Regions from separate parts of the Danio rerio genome. Here region 1 is linked to region 2. A link is a contact called in public HiCAR-type data. All regions are on one chromosome and are shown on one strand. Each heading gives the region's core, a stretch centred on a gene start, on an enhancer-like site or on the middle of the called end of the contact. The rest is flanking DNA. Distances are from core to core; before and after follow the strand shown. Region 1 has its middle 23 kb from the start of adgrg7.1. Region 2 overlaps impg2b (interphotoreceptor matrix proteoglycan 2b).

The links. HiCAR-type assays count read pairs that join an accessible place to other places.
Region 1: a contact with region 2 is called in a HiCAR-type map of caudal fin, with 5 times the contacts expected there. The contact joins two enhancer-like sites. A contact is called at or near these places in 1 of 18 Hi-C or Micro-C datasets (caudal fin) and 1 of 4 datasets of contacts at active chromatin or transcription factors (caudal fin).

The regions. Positions count from the first base shown.
Region 1 is chr22:30,448,673-30,454,340 of GRCz12tu, reverse strand. No RefSeq gene overlaps it. Among named protein-coding and RNA genes, the nearest start is that of adgrg7.1, 23 kb to the left of the region's middle. Within about 2 kb of position 4,065, at least 4 of the 62 cell types and tissues checked have an H3K27ac peak or open chromatin away from gene starts, as enhancers often do. A contact at or near this core is called in caudal fin, where this site is marked.
Region 2 is chr22:30,213,268-30,218,250 of GRCz12tu, reverse strand. impg2b (interphotoreceptor matrix proteoglycan 2b) reads right to left here. Exons shown (of 21, transcript XM_021473520.3): 17 at 3,882-4,070. Among named protein-coding and RNA genes, the nearest start is that of impg2b, 29 kb to the right of the region's middle. Within about 2 kb of position 3,635, at least 1 of the 62 cell types and tissues checked has an H3K27ac peak or open chromatin away from gene starts, as enhancers often do. A contact at or near this core is called in caudal fin, where this site is marked.

The DNA.
Region 1 (5,668 bases), core at 2,816-5,315, 240 kb before region 2:
CTGTATCAAAATAAAATATGGTATTTTATATTTTACAAAATACTTTTACAAGGGAGCATGAAATGTCTTCACCACCTACCTCAATTTTATGTGTATCAAAATAAACTACAAAATACAGCAGCCACAACTGTATCAAAATAAAATATGGTATTTTATATTTTACGAAATACTTTTACAAGGGAGCATGAAATGTCTTCACCACCCTTCCATCAATAGGCCTAATGGATCAGTCTCTTCACCAATAAACTGACTTAGTGAACTAAACAATGATTGACAGCAACAGCACTTCTCTGAGCAACTCATTCACCTCTACTCCTGTACATACTGTAGGTATTCATAAATCTTTGTTTCTCTTTAATTTTAATATAAATTTTGTACAAATTTCATATAGAAAGTCCTGTCTTGAAGATGTTCTCTTTAATCACTGTAAAAGCCATGTAATGCATATATTGAGTTTGGATATATATCTCTTTGTTGTGTTTCCATCATTGAGTGGCTAGTGAATTGACACTATGTCTTCACAGTTTTATATTTTAAAAGGGTGATCTATAATTATTCATTCATTCCTATTCCTTCGGCTTAGTCCCTTATTTTTTTAGGGTTCGCCACAGCAGAATGTACCACCAACTATTTAGACATGTTTTACACAGTGAATGCCCTTCCAATAACAACCCAGCACTGAGAAACTCGCTATACACTCTCACATTCACACACACACTCAAACACCAAGGCCAATTTACTTCTTCATATTCAGTTATGCTGCAAGTATTAGGACTATTCCCACTCATACACTATGGACAATTTAGCCTACCCAATTCACCTGTGCCGCATGTCTTTGGACTGTGGGGGAAACTCCGAGGAAAACCACGCGAATGCAGGGAGAACATGCAAACTCCACACAGAAATGCCAACTGACCCAGCCAAGGCTCGAACCAGCGACTTTCTTGCTGTGTGGCGACAGCACTACCTACTGCGCCACTGCATCGCCCCTAATTCCATCTCATTTCTTAAATAAAAATGCTAATGCATTGTACACTAAACTGCTGTTAAATACTACTGATCCTAGCATTGTGCATTAAACTATTTTCACTGATTGGCAAAAAACAGAAAGCACCGATCATAGGCTGCATTTTTATGATGTCATCATGTAGATTTTTCACAAAGTATTTGAAAATATTTTTAAAAAATACAAAACTACAAGACACTAAAGTATTTTAATACATAATATAAACCAATTCTCATAAACCCTATCAAAACTACAAATTACTTTTTTGCATTTGAAATATGTAATTAAATTACTTGTATCATAAATACTGCCCATCCCTGCTAGAGACCCATTGTTTATGCACATATTCATAGCTTAGTAATTTAATGTATTTGTTACACCTACATTTAAATCAGTGTATTATGCCAATATGATTTGCATATAAGAAAGATAAACTGCAACTTTTTGTAACGAAATTCATTAGAAAGTATTGTCAATGTAATGACTCTTGATGTGTCAGCTTGTTAAAGGGTACATCTTAATTTTTCTAGTAAAAAATTCAAAGAAATCTATCAAGAAGCATTGTCTTGATAAGTTAAATAAAATGTTTTGTTTTAGGAAATAGTCAAAAGTAAGTGATTTTTCTTTCTTTAAAAGAAGCAATTAATCTGCCAATGGTATTTAATCTTATTTCAGCATAAAACAATATCCTTTTACTTACCCCATTAACCGATTATATAGGCTTGTTTTAAGCCACCTAATGCTGTGATATTATTAGTGAAAACAAAATTTTTTTTTTCTAGAAAAGGATTCTTGATTTAAGATTATTTTTTTTAAGATATTTTGAGATATTTTTAATAGAAATAAGACTAAAACTAATAGCATTTTTGCAATGTTGGTTTGCCCTGTTCAGAATCAGAATCAGAAAGAGCTTTATTGCCAGGTATGTTCACACATACGAGGAATTCGTTTTCGTGATTGATCATCTACAGTGCAACAGCATTACAGAGACAGGACAAAAAAAAAACAGATAATAAATATATTTTAGAAATAGAAGTAAGTAGTAAATGCAAATATACAAATTGACAAGTGTATGTACAGCCATATTACTCTATACAATGTTATATCAGCAGCTGTTATGTGCAAATTAGCATGTAAAGTGTGTTATTAAATAAGTACATATGTGTATAAAAAAAGTGTATAGCAAGTAGTAATGTTTGTTCAATTGTTTCACAATTATCATCATCAAGTGTTCATTAGATGGATTGCCTGAGGGAAGAAGCTGTATCTGTGTCGGGCTGTTCTGGTGCACAGTGCTCTGTAGTGTTGACCAGAAGGTAAAAGTTCAAAGAAGCAGTGTGCTGAGTGTGATGGGTTCAGAGTGATTTTGGCAGCCCTTCTGCTTGCTCTGGATAAGTACAGTTCTTGGAGAGTAGGGAGGGTTGTACCAATGATTGGCTCAGCAGTTCGAACTAGTCGACGTAGTCTTCGTAGGTTGGATTTGGTAGCTGAGCTAAACCAGACAGTTATTGATGTGCAGAGGACTGATTCAATGATGGAGGTGTAGAACTTCAGCAGCTCCTTTAGGAGGTTGAACTTTCTCAGCCGACAAAAAAAGTACAGCCTCTGTTGAGCTTTTTTTGTCAATGAAGTCAAAGTTTCCCACTTCAGGTCCTGAGAGATGGTGGTGCCCAGGAACCTGAATGACTCCACTGCTGCCACAGTGCTGTTCATGATGCTTAGTGGGGAGAGAGCAGGGGTGTTTCTCCTGAAGTCCACTATCATCTCCACTTTTTTGAGTGTGTTGAGCTCCAGGTTGTTGTGACTACACCAGACTGCTAACTCCTTAACCTCCTGTCTGTAAGCAGACTTGTCACCGTCCTGAATGAGGCGAATAAGTGTGGTGTCGTCTGCAAACATTAGGAGCTTGACAGAGGAGTCATTTGAAGTACAGTCATTTTGTGTACAGGGAGAAGAGCAGTGGGGAGAGGACACACCCCTGGGGGGAGCCAGTTAAGATTGTGCGGGTACTAGATGAGAATTTTCCCAGCTTCACCAGCTGCTGCCTGTCCATTAGAAAGCTGTTGATCCACTGACAGACAGAGATCGCCATATATGAGAGAGTATGGGCATAAGAGTTGATTTGGGCAGGAGAAGTTTTAGGATGAAAGTGTTAAAAGCCGAGCTGAAGTCAACAATCAAGATCCTCACATAGGTCCTTGGTCTGTCTAGGTGATGCAGAACATAATGCAGTCCCATATTGATTGCATCATCCACAGATCTCTTTGCTCTGTAGGCAAACTGAAGAGAGTCCAGCGAGGGTTCAGTAATGTCCTTCAGGTTGGCCTGCACCAGTTTTTCAAAAGACTTCATGACTGCAGATGTTAGCGCCACCGGTCTGTAGTCATTTAGTCTTTTATGTTTGGGTTTCTTTAGGATGGGAATGATGATGGAGCGTTTGAGGCATGAGGGCACTTCACACAGCTCCAGTGATCTGTTGAAGATGGGGGTGAAGATGGGAGCCAGTTGGTCAGCACAGGATTTTAAACAGGCTGGTGTAAATGGTCTTGTAAAATGTAAAATGTCCTATACAAGTAAGTGAGTGAAATATAAAACATATATATATATATATATATATAAACCAGTTAGTTAGCATAAATTAAAGTTCACACTTAACCACAGTATTTCAAAACAAATCTGTATTTGTATTTCATAATTACATTACCAAATGCTAGCAAAAAAAAACACTCTGTCGAGGCCACTCAAAGTTTTTGTTATTAGCAAGTGCCGAGGTTTTGGAGCAGGTGCCAGACCATATGGGTTGTAACTTTCTGTCCTTTCAGAAACACAAGTCCAATATTATTCAGTCATAGAGTTAAGCATATAAATAAGACTTCTGTATAACTCATAATTCACTATTTATAGTTGGTAGTCCGCACAGACTAGGCGTTTTCTCTTCCTTTGTAGACGATGACCTCATGGCCGTCAGTGCGGTTCTGACCTGTTCGGTTCGGTTATGTGTGTGTGTTTGTCTGTATAGTAAAATGTGGATGTTAAATCGACCCAGGTCACAATCTCAATAACACTCGCAATTCCTTCATCTGCCGCAAGAGGGCGCACATAATCTGTTCAAGTCAACAACACCTCAAGTAATATTGATTTCCTCAAAACCTGTTGAACACATTTGTCACAGATGTGCCATTGAACAAACACGTAAACATGAAGGTATGTTGATTAAAAAGCACATAAACCTGCACATAACAGACCACTAAAAAGTTAAACCACCCTATATCAGAATCCTGTAGTTTGAGGATTGTCTTTGAGGAGCCAACTGGCTTAAAATGCCAATGCACAGCTAGTGTTTTTTTTAGCCAATGATGAACTTCGGTTGAAAGCTTTATGTGGCTATTTTCAATTTCATAAGGTTTCTGTTACAGCATGGATGTTGTAATGTAATTCAAATATAATTAGTTAAATACACGTAAGCATCCATTTGGTTGTTAATGCATAAAAAGAGACGAAAGACCACGTCAGTAGCAGCAGGCTAGTGCAAAAACTCCTTTGAAATTGCTGGGGTAAAATTAATCTCCATATTTTAAACACATGGATTGGAAAATATAATTTAATGCAGTGCTTCTTGCATGGTCTGATGCCCACTTTATGTTGTAATTAAGGCAGGCAGTGAAGATCTTAAACCTGGCTATTTTGTATTACAATTAACCTGAAGGCTGGCTGACTGAAATTAAAAGTATGTGTGCATATACACCAATATGTGAACTAGTTGTTTGGTCCTTAGAATGACTGGATTTGAGTACAAAGCAGCAGTTTCTCCTTTTTGGGTCACTGGTTTTATAGCTGTTGAAGTACTTACTGGCTAAAAAGTTTTTCGAAAATGGCTGACAACACACTTTTTTGTCCTGTTTTCTCGCCTCACAATTTACTGCAAAGATAATTAGATTTCCTTCTTCTGCCTACTTACTGTAGTTCTTGAACGTGTCTTTCTTTGAAAGAGAGCATCGTATTCTGGGAATTCTAGGTATCGTGTGTCTCTGTGATCTCAATTCATGACGGTAAGTGACCGGTTAGCGTCACTCTTAAGAGTCAAACACGTGCTTACACAAAAAAAGTACAAATATTACCGGCATCTGTCAGTATTATGGGTTTGTGTTGGCATATATTTTCATGATTTATGAGAGGGCAAATGGTTTGCTGTCAGTTTGGTGGTTCTTTTGACAGTGTTTTTAATAATCCAGATTTTTTTTTTTCTGTATGAAGGGTCATAAGACATAACTACTGCCATTTTAATAGTCATGTGAATGACGCACACACAATGTAGCTTATATAAAGAGTACAGATTCAAAAGTCTGAAATTTTAACTATTTTTGTGCTTACACTATGTCTAATAGGGTTTGTCATTGCTTCTAAAGTAAAAAAAATAAACATAAACATAGGAGGTCGATAAAAATGCTCACTTTAGAAGAAAATTTGATATAGTACAGTCCATGGCTTTTGAATCTGAAATCTTCACAAATATTTTATGTATGTATGTATGAATGTATGTATATGAACTGTATGTGTCTATGCATGTAAATCTAAAGCCTTATTATGCTTTTTTTTTTAAATCAATTAGAAATTATTTAAAACATTTTGCACAAATCTTTAATGTAAACAGCTAGGGGTGGA
Region 2 (4,983 bases), core at 2,386-4,885:
ATTATTATTATTATACTAGAGTCAAGAATATTAATTAGATTACAAAATTAAAGAATAAATAAATTAACAAACCAGGTAACAAATAAATGATTTTGGGTACAATTAATTATTCATTATTATCATTATTATTATTATTATTATTATTACTATTATTGTTGTTGTTGTTGTTGTTGTTGTTGTTGTTGTTGTTGTTGTTGTTGTTGTTGTTGTTGTTTCAATTATGATAATCCAGTAAATAGTCAAGTAAATATTTTTTTATTTTATTTTACAGAATGTGCGAATTAATAAAACTATCAATTTAACTATTATTTTGGGCTATGAACAATAAATTATTGTTCAAAATAAATTAAATTAATAAAATAAGGTATGAGCAAATGAATAAATTAGCTAACAAAACATGGTTTTGGGTTATAAACAATAAATAATATTAATTCATTTTAAAAAGTTATTTTCAGTTATGATGACCCAGTAAACAACCAGACAGTTTATTTTATTTTATTTCAGAATGAATACTCAATAAATGAAAAATAATTTTCATTGTAATTTTGGGTTATGAACAATAAATTATTGTTGATGTTGTTTTTAAATTATTTAAAAAACATACATGGTGAGAATAATAATAATATCAATAATAATAATAATAATTTGTTCTTTTTCCTTTCGGATTTGTCCCTTTATTAATCTGGGGTCGCCACAGCAGAATGAACCGCCAACTTATCCAGTATATGTTTTACGCAGTTGATGTCCTTCCACCTGCAACTCATCTCTGGGAAACATTCATAAACACTCATTCACACTCATACACTATACGGACAATTTAGCTTACCCAATTCACCTGTACCGCATGTCTTTGTGGGAGAAACCGGAAGACCCAGAAGAAACCTTCGCAAATGCAGGGAGAACAGGCAAACTCCACACAAAAACGCGAAATGACCCAGTTGAGGCTTGAACCAGTTACCATCTTACTGTGAGGCAACAGCACTACCTTCTGCGCCACCACGTCACCGGGTTATAAACAATAAATCATTATTGTTATTATTATTCATTAATTCATTAATTCATTTTCTTTTCGGCTTAGTCCCTTTATTAATCCGCGGTCGTCACAGCGGAATGAACCGCCAACTTATCTAGCATGTTTTTTTGCAGCGTATGCCCTTCCAGCAGCAAATATTATTATTATTATTATTATTATTATTATTATTATTATTATTATTATTATTACTACGTTATTTTCAATTATGATGAACCAGTAAACAATTCACAATGTGTGAATCAATAAAACACTCATTTTGACTTTCATTTTGTTATGAACAATAAACTATTGTTGACATTGTTTTGTTGATTTTAAATAAATTTAAATATATAAATGGTCATAATAACAATTATAATAACAATAAAAATAATAATAAATAATAATAATAACTCTTTAGGTTATATTTTAGCTCTCCTTATGACCCAAATCAACTGGTCTAAAAGTAGTTTTTGGCTTGAGTAAAATGTACAAAAAATTGACAAACACAAAATTGTCCATAGAATAAATAATAATTTATTTGATATTGTATCTAATCTAGGCATGCTTAGCTGTTATCCAGAGTGGAATAAGTGTCCAGATCTTTCTCTGGGAAACTAATATTTTCTAGAGCCAACGGATATAAAAAGCTGATATCACTGTATTGATGCACAGATGCACAATGGGTGTTCAGGACGAAACGAACAACTTGTTCGCTAAAAGATAATTGATCCAACCTGCACATGACTTGCCTGAGAGCGTTTGTTTCATAACGACCAGCGAGAACAGATTGTGTGTTCTGGCTCGCTTGTACAACAAAGCCATAAAAACAAACACACACGTGTGTGCCATAAAATATAGCATATGTATTCTCCAAGGCTCTGTGTTGGGGTCAGTCACACTTCATTTGATGGTTTCTCACAGCAGGTCTGGTGACTGTAAGAAACTGGGCAACAACCTGTCAACAAGTGTTCATTAGATTATATTCATGGTCAAGAAAAAATTTGCTGATTATGAGTGTTTTTGGTGGTAGATGTCAATTAATATTATCAATTGACTATGGATACAATTTGTGTTGAGAAAACATAAAAGAATTTACTTATTTACTAATTTAAGTGGATTAAACATAAAACAATTAAGTTGTCCAATAAAAAACAACAATTATGTTTCACCTAAATTTACTGTAAATAAGTAGTTTGAACAAACAACAAATGTCATTTTTAGTGTAGTTGGCATGTAGTTGCAGTTATTTATAGCCATTGATTTTACCTGATATTAACATGCATTCAAATTAGTGATTCGGTGCTCTGATTATTTTTCAGTGATATGATTTTTTTTATAATGATTAAAATTATTAGATGATAACTTAATATTATTATTTAAGCATTATTTCAAACCAGACAAACAAACAAACAATAAATAAATATGAATTTGAGTTTACTTAATAATTTTGTGTTTAAATATATTTGTAACTCTTACATCTCATTTTCTGTTCTACACTACCTGACAAAAGTAATAACTTGAAAAATAATAACTTCACTTCTAGTTGACCATTTGGAAAGGTGGCAGACAGACGATTTTTCCTATAAATCATCTGTTGAATTGCATCCCAATCATCACAAATACTGCAGACGACCTATTGGAACCCGCATGGTCCCAAGATTCTCACAGAAATCAGTGAAGTTTGGTGAAGGAAAAATCATGGTTTGTGGTTACATTCAGTATGGGGGTGTGCGAGAGATCTGAAGAGGGGATGGCAACATGAACAACTCGGGGAATCAAGACACCTATACCCCGTATGGGGGTGTGCAAGAGATCTGAAGAGTGGATGGCAACATCAACAACTTGGGGTATCAAGACATTTGTGCTGCCCGTTAAATTACAAAGCACAGGAGAGGGCAATTTCTTAGGCAGTATAGCGCTCCTCATACTTAAACCTTCACATCAAAGTTTCTGAAAGCAAAGAAGGTCAAGGTGCTCCAGGATTAGCCAGCCCAGTCACCAGACATGAACATTATTGAGCATGAACATTATTGAACTTTTGTCTAAGCAAAGTCAGACCTACTGTCCCAATTAAATAATTAAAAGTCAAGACATGATCAGATTTTATTTTGGCAAAATAAGTGTAATCTAGAGGCCTTTGCCTTTCATTTAAGCCACTTAATACCAAATGATCACCTAAAAATTATTATTTGTTGATTCTAAAACTTTGTTAGGCGACAAGACCTATGTCATGTAGTGTTAGCGCTGTTGTTATAAACAATTAATAAATTAATAATTGTTCATTGACTTTTAAATAATTATTAGTGTAGTTTTTTTTTTTTTTTTGCTCAGGGTATGTAAATCTAATGCACATTTTAATCTTTATAACAAAAAAATAAAAAATAGAGCAAAATAGATACTGTATGTGACGCCCTTTTGCTTCTTTTCAAGAAAACCTTGTTTTGTTACAAGCAGTTCACACATTGACAATAAAAAGTGATTAATGCTTGAAAATACGAACAATCAGTCCTTTTAATACAAGGTGTAAATGGAGACATCAAAATAAAGTGCTCTGAAACACAGTCATAAGATTATATAGTTACTTTTCAACAGGTGAGGAAAGCAATTGTCATCTTTTGACAGCTATTAAACATGTCGAGACCTGCAACACTTTCTTCTTCTTTTTTTTAATTTAAAGCCTCAGTACAAACTCACATGGCGTAATTTTATAGCACTTATTCACAACACTGACAGAACGATTGAAATTTATGCTCCTAAAAAGTGAATTAAAGCATTTGCACTAATCTGCCAGGAAGCTCTGCTTGTTCCTCCAGAACATACGACGTTAAGATTTATTTGAATGTGTGTTTGTTGTAAGCACAGTTTGTACCGTAAAGGGTCTTCTGAATCATCTGTGTCATACTGGTCTCTCAGAGTTCGGGCCAGGAAAAAGATGACACCCGACGCCACCAGGAGAAATCCAGCAACGGACGCAATGGCAATGCCGACCACCAGCGGCTCTGACACATATTCCTCACAGTGTTCTCCTCGATACCACCAGTTTTCACCAACGCGACACCTGGAATCACAGTGGAGTGAGTGAAGTCTGGCTTTCTGGCCCTACTGTAGCTTTAAAGTGTCACAAAACCCATTTTTAACTGTTTTTCACACATTGATTTTAAAAATAGACTTGTTTTTAGCTGTGAAAAAGTTGGAAGCAGTCATGTTACACTCTGTGCTAAGGCTTTAGAGCATGTGTCGAGAAATTCAAGGAGGAAACTCGCTAACTATGTTTCCATTCAAAGATGCTAAATAAACTTGTGCCCAAAACTGGATTCAAAAGAGTCAAAGAAAACAAAATAATCGTCACTTCCACAGAATTTACTGTGGTAGAAGAGGCCACTGTGGGCTTTTCTCCTTATTTAATACATTACTTGCACCTCAGATGAATTGAGACCTAACACAATGAACTCCCATTCAAAATAGTTCTGAAGGTAATATTACTGAACCACTTTGATGACAGACTTTGGCTGAGGGATTTTAGCATGACCAAAGTTTAGTTATTTTACAATGTTGTTGGTCCATTGGTTTTTACAATAACGTCAAAAAATTTTCATGCACATTTTCATAATTTCTGCGCATCTTGTTTTTACATTAAGCACTTTTTTATGCGGTATTCCAAAATAAAAAACATATGCGCATGACTGAGTAGAATAAACTTTTTTCCAATAAGAAAATGTGCAAAAACTGCAATGGAAACACTTTTACCAAACAAAATCCAGTATGCGCATTAAAAAAAGGTTATGTGATTTTGTTTTGAGAGATCATGTGATAATAAAAATGTATGTGAATGGACAAACCAGCAGGCTGAGCACGTTGTACAACATTTGAAATGTTGTTTTGGTCTCTCTAACACATTATAACCATTTCAGTATTAGTGTTATTATATTATTAATGACCTCCAAAATCAATGTCTGTGTTCCACGTCTCAT